Regions from separate parts of the Mus musculus genome. Here region 1 is linked to region 2. The links are chromatin contacts, called in public HiChIP or PLAC-seq maps. All regions are on one chromosome and are shown on one strand. Each heading gives the region's core, a stretch centred on a gene start, on an enhancer-like site or on the middle of the called end of the contact. The rest is flanking DNA. Distances are from core to core; before and after follow the strand shown. Region 1 overlaps 1700045H11Rik (RIKEN cDNA 1700045H11 gene). Region 2 holds the start of Slc45a1 (solute carrier family 45, member 1).

The links. HiChIP or PLAC-seq counts read pairs in DNA pulled down with a chosen protein or histone mark.
Region 1: an H3K27ac HiChIP or PLAC-seq map of embryonic stem cells shows a contact between it and region 2, with 12 read pairs. The contact joins the enhancer-like site here to the promoter of Slc45a1 in region 2. A contact is called at or near these places in 7 of 39 promoter capture datasets (embryonic stem cells, hematopoietic stem and progenitor cells, liver and 3 more), 3 of 484 Hi-C or Micro-C datasets (Th1 cells, bone marrow-derived macrophages and embryonic fibroblasts), 9 of 115 datasets of contacts at active chromatin or transcription factors (bone marrow-derived macrophages, craniofacial prominence, embryonic basal ganglia and 4 more) and 3 of 9 other capture datasets (adipose tissue, liver and pancreatic islet).

Annotation. Positions count from the first base shown.
Region 1 is chr4:150,825,915-150,828,614 of GRCm38.p6, forward strand. 1700045H11Rik (RIKEN cDNA 1700045H11 gene) reads right to left here. Exons shown (of 4, transcript NR_040649.1): 4 at 2,311-2,567. Among named protein-coding and RNA genes, the nearest start is that of Gm42356, 19 kb to the left of the region's middle. Within about 2 kb of position 1,262, at least 10 of the 459 cell types and tissues checked have an H3K27ac peak or open chromatin away from gene starts, as enhancers often do. A contact at or near this core is called in embryonic stem cells, where this site is marked.
Region 2 is chr4:150,650,749-150,653,448 of GRCm38.p6, forward strand. Slc45a1 (solute carrier family 45, member 1) reads right to left here and starts at 1,426. Exons shown (of 9, transcript NM_173774.3): 1 at 1,279-1,426.

The sequences.
Region 1 (2,700 bases), core at 12-2,511, 180 kb after region 2:
GGAACATCGCTGCCCTTCGCTGAAAAGCTGTTTGCTAATCCTAAAGGTTCTTCTTTACTTTTGCTGGATTTAAAAAGAAAGGGGGTGGGGGGTGGGGCTGATTTAATAGCGCTTAATCAATCATTTCTCTGTCCTCACGTGAGTTTGTTTACACAGTGTATTGGATATCTCTTAAATGACCCCGGTCCCTCTGTTGCTACTGAAATTCTACAGACTCCCATCCAGTAGATGAAAATACCAAGGTCCAGACAGAGGGTCTGATTCCAATTGTCGGTAACCCTGTTGTCCTTTTCTTCTTTGTTTTAAGTGACCAGCATGTGTACATGTGTACATGCAACATGCATGTGTGTATGTGTGCTTCAAGATTCCTGTGCCTGTATGTTCAAGGGTAGAGAGTACACATCGACACTAGGGGCCCTCACCCACTGTTCCCCATCTTGTTTTTAAGACACAGGCCTCTCTCACTCAATCTGGAGGTTGCCAATTGTCCCCACCCCCTCCTGCTGCATCCTCCTGTCTCCACACCCCAGCACTGGGGACTGCAGGCCTGTGTCACCATGCTTGGGGTGGTAGGGTAGGATGGGGGGGGGGGGTCACGTGGTCCTGAGGATCTCGACTTGGGTCTCTGTGTTGGTACAACAAGCAGTTCACCCACTGGGCTGTTCCCCTAGCCTGCTGCCCCTTTTAAAAGAAGATCCTCAGGCTCTGGAGTTTACAGTCCTGTGGTTTTCCTTAATCATGTGTGCTTCATGCAATTGAAACTTACGGAGGGGGGTGGGGTGGGTGGGATTTCAGGTATTAAATTCTTCTGATCAAAAAACAGTGGAGTCCCAACAGACTGTTATAAAACTAATCGCTCAGAGACATACAACTAAGAGGACTGCGTGCTTTCTGCTTTGGTGTTCTCTCTGACCCTCCCCTCCCTCCCTTGTTCTCTCTTTCCTTGTGAAGTTTAAAGAAAGAGGTTTGAAATAAAACCAGACACTCACTGACAGAGAAATGTGGAGAAGAATGGAACCCTTGGAAGTGTAAATTAGAGCAATTGATCTGGCTGGCCAACCAGCAATTAGTGCCCAAAGATTTAATCGCTTCCTTTGATCTGATCATTTTACTTTGATTGATTTATCCCAAGGAAATAACTCAAGAAAGAGTTAGATTTAAAACAAAGTAGCAAAATCAGGGACCTGGGCATCACAAGTCCTTGGGCCCGTTGCCTGTGGCGAGGCACTGGCAGGAAACCCCAATCCTTAGACACAAGTAGGGAAGACAATGTCAATAAAGTAGATCCTGTGGATTGAGACTGCAGTGCATAGGAGCTGGGTGGACCGGAAGCTGAGAAAAGGCAGGAGAGGGAAGTAGCCCCAGGGAAGGGTAACTGGGGAGGCGGTGGTGGCAAATATCCCCTGGGCAGGAGGGTAGTAGGGCTGGATTGTGAAGGGAAAGCCCAGACCCGGGTATAATGGTTGGTCCCTGAGGCTCGGATACCTAGGAAGGCAGGGCCCTGGGTTAGATCTTGTTTTATTCTGTGGCAGTGCTTCATCCTGTCTTTCTGTCACTTTGAGAAGTGATGTTGGGAGGATTTGAACAGGCAGAACAGGAAGGATTTGACACGGTGGAGGACTGCTGTCCAAAGAATCACCGTGGGCAGCGTGACAAAACCTGGATTAGAGAGAGGGAAGTCTGAGACCCAGAACAGCGCAAGGGCAAAGCTGACGGGTGGAGGAAGGGACAGATGAAGCCATTTCGTGGCTTGCGTTCAAGGCCTTAATCACCAATTAGCTACAGGCCAGTCAGGTCACAAGAGACAACTGTCCTAGGGAAAGGGATTCCGCCACATTCACAGGAGTGTCAGAGTAAATCCCTCTTCAGCCAGGAATTGAACTCAGAACCTCTGGAAAAGAAGTCCGTGCTCTCAACCACTGAGCCATCTCTCTAGCCACCCCACCCCACGAAGGTGCCCACCCCACACTTAGGTTCTTAAGGGGCAAGTTTCTCCTTGCCGATCTCTCTCCTCCAGCTGAGAACATCTGGAATGACTTTTAACCACTAAATTCCCTCAAAGTAAACAAATTAGAGAAGCCTTTCCATATTCAAAATACCTGTAGATTTCATTTCCTGTTTCCTTGCCGGGATGGAACTCAGAACTTTGGGCACTCCAGCCCTTTGCCTTTGGAGAGAACATATCCAGGAAGTCTTCCAACTCACAATCCTCCTGCCTCAGCCTCATTAGTGGTGGGGTGCATGCACACACCATGAGACCTCGTTTAGATCTGGATTTATGAAGAGCCAAAGAATTCAGACTCAGTTTCAGGCAACCACTATGTGATCTTTATTTCTGGAAACATCACCTTAGTTTTAAAGAGGTTTTTCGAGCCTGATCTTATTTCAGTGAAATAATTCAAATACCAAAGGACCTCCTCTTTAGCGCTCCGGTGGTCGCCTTACTTCTTCCGTGAAGTATGGAGAAAATCCACTTAGCTTGCACACATAAAACATCGAGCTTGGGAATTACTCTCTTAGCTGTGCTTTTGGCTCCATACGTCATTAGTTCAGTTTTCAGATTCCATCTAAAGGAAACAATTACAAATACCCACTGTAGAGGACTATTTAACGCCAGGTCAGGCAGCTCAGTGAACAGTAAATAGATCTTTACCTTTCCTGAATTACACTTCTATAAAAAGTTATAAAAAAAATAACCTG
Region 2 (2,700 bases), core at 176-2,675:
TCTACAGAGTGAGTTCGAGGACAGCCAGGGCTACACAGAGAAACCCTGTCTTGAAAAATCAAGAAAAAAAATGTTAAATGCTTTACAAAATTTTATACTGTGACAGATTTTTTTAAAGTTACTTTTCTGTGGGCAGTTAGAGACACAACCTCTGACTTGCAGCAGGATACACCAGGCTAGCCCACCCAGGAGCTTCAAGAGATTTCCATCTCTGCTTCCTATCCAGCCCTAGGGCTGCCAGGATTGCAGGTACACGATACCACTACTGGTGGCTTTAAATGGGACATGGGGATTCAAATTCAGGTCCCCTTGCTTGGGCAGCAATTTCTTTATCCACTGAGCCATCCCTAACCTGTTATGGGCTGTTTCAACAGCACTTGATTAACAAAAAAGAAACATGCAATAACCTGAATACTTAAAAAAATGTATCTCACTTGGAATCAACCCATTTTCTTTTCTCTTTTCTGTTAAACAAAACAAAACGAAATGAAACAAACAAACAAACAAAAAACGGGGGGAGGGGGCTTTCCACCCATGGGGTTGCCTTAGGGTCAGTTCTCTTTCACCTCCTACAGATTCTCAGAGCTGTTAGTTCAAACCTCTTAAGGGGATGGAGCACTGAATCGGGGCCCAGTTCTGCTACATCTCCGGGACTTTGACTCCTTACTCAGGGCTAACTTGCCTCCAAAGTCCCGACTAGAAGCACTCTGACTTTGTTTCATCAGCACCTGACTCTCCTCCCCCTAAGAACAGGAAAACAAACGTTCTAACGACTCCAGGGGTCGTGAGAGGTTATTATCCAGAAGAGAATGAAGGGGAGGTTTGCCCGCCTCTAGTGTCAGCTTTAGCATGACACCCTCAGCGATATGACTCAGGACAGAGGTAATGACAGGGTGCTGTTCCCCATAACCCAGACATCCCAGGAGATGTTTTACAAAGGCCCCTGACCATCCAGAGGACTCAGCCTCAGGGAGGAGGTGAACCGGAAGCTGATGACACCTGCCCAGGTGGCCGGGAACAGGCCTGGGGCTCAATAAACAGAGCAGACGCTGGGTGCAAATTTTACCAGACTGCTTCTCCCTCTAGGCCTGCGGTTGCTGCGCCCCCGGAGGTTCCATTCTCAGCTTAATTCACTAAACATCCAAGAAGAACAAAGGTCTCCATGCCTGCCTAGAGCCCCCAGCCTGGGCACTAGTATCATCCTGGGGCCTAAGCAGCATTGCTCCCGGCGCCAAGCCGCGGAGCTGGGCAGAGGGCGCAGGAGGAAACGCCCGGTACCTGTACGTCCAGACGGGAGGCATCCCTTTCCCAGGCTGGGTTCCTGGTTCTTCGGGGTACAGCTCCGTCCTAGCCCGGCGCCCCCGGCCCCGCCGCGGCAGCTGCAGCATCACCCCGTGGGGCGGGGCCGTGACGTCACGGCTGCATCCCGCCGCTAGGTCCCGCAGAGCATCCTTAAAGCAGCCGGTTGGCTGTGCCATCGCACCTTTGGGGACAACCGGGGTCTATAGGCAGAATGCAGGAGTGGGAGGCAGTATGACTTTGTGGGACCAGTTCCAAAAACAGAACAAAACAAAAAAACCTGAGCGAAAAAAGAAAGACAGACATATAATAGTTTATGTTTGTTTTTCCATGGTCATGAATGTATTATAAAAGCACTTGCCGGGGCCCGTGACTGTTCTTCCTCATTCTCATTTTAAAGGAAATACATACATTTTTGTGTCTTCAATTCTAAGTAAATAGCCGTGCATATGTTTATAGATAAACACGTACCCCCTAAAATTGTGCCCATTGCACTAAACCAATCCCCCAAAGTATTACACTCATTATTCTGGCCACAGATCCATCAGGTGGCCGGGCTATGCCAGGCTTTATTCTAGACCCCTTGATGTAAGGAAGAGAGGGGGAAACCTTTCCGACCTCAGGGTTGACAGGCTAGAGAGGAATATACACATTAAATAGGATAAATAAAATAAATACGTAGGTGCTGGAGAGATGACTCAGTGGTAACAAGCCTTGCCAAGCAAGTCTGGAGATCTGAATTCAGTCCCTGGAACCCACTAAAGGTGGAAGGACAGATTCAACTCCAGTAATGTGCCCTCTGATCCTCCCCATAGCATCTGTGACACACACCCACCACTGCGCATATTCACAGTAAAGCATGCCAATGGTGTGTCAGAACACACAACTCCCTCAGAATACATACAATTTCAGATGAAACTGCTAAGGTAGAGAGATTATGGTGACTCTCCCGGGACTCTGCTGCCCACCAGTGACTGTGGCTGAAGTTGACTGTGTAGTTGCATGTCACTGAGAGTCTTAGTTCAGCTTCTGCACAGGGCATACATGTGTGCAGGCATGCAGTCTTTACTTGCCTAGCAACATTTTTGTAAGGGAAGAGGACACCTATGTTGGCTGTGACTAAACACAAACACAAGAAACAACTCCAGGGAGAGGGCTTATTCTGGCCTCTCGTTCTAGAGAACAGCGTAGGGGCGGGAGGGTGAGGCGCTACCCACACCACACCCACGATCTGGAAGCAGAGAGAGAGAGAGATGAAGGCTCCTTTGCATGCAGTCCAGGCCCCCAGCCATGGGATGGTGCAGCCCACATTCAGTGTGGGTCTTACATACTTAATGAAGCGGCCAGGTAAACACGGTGATGCTTCTTAGGAGAGACCAGATGCCATGGGGTTGATAATCA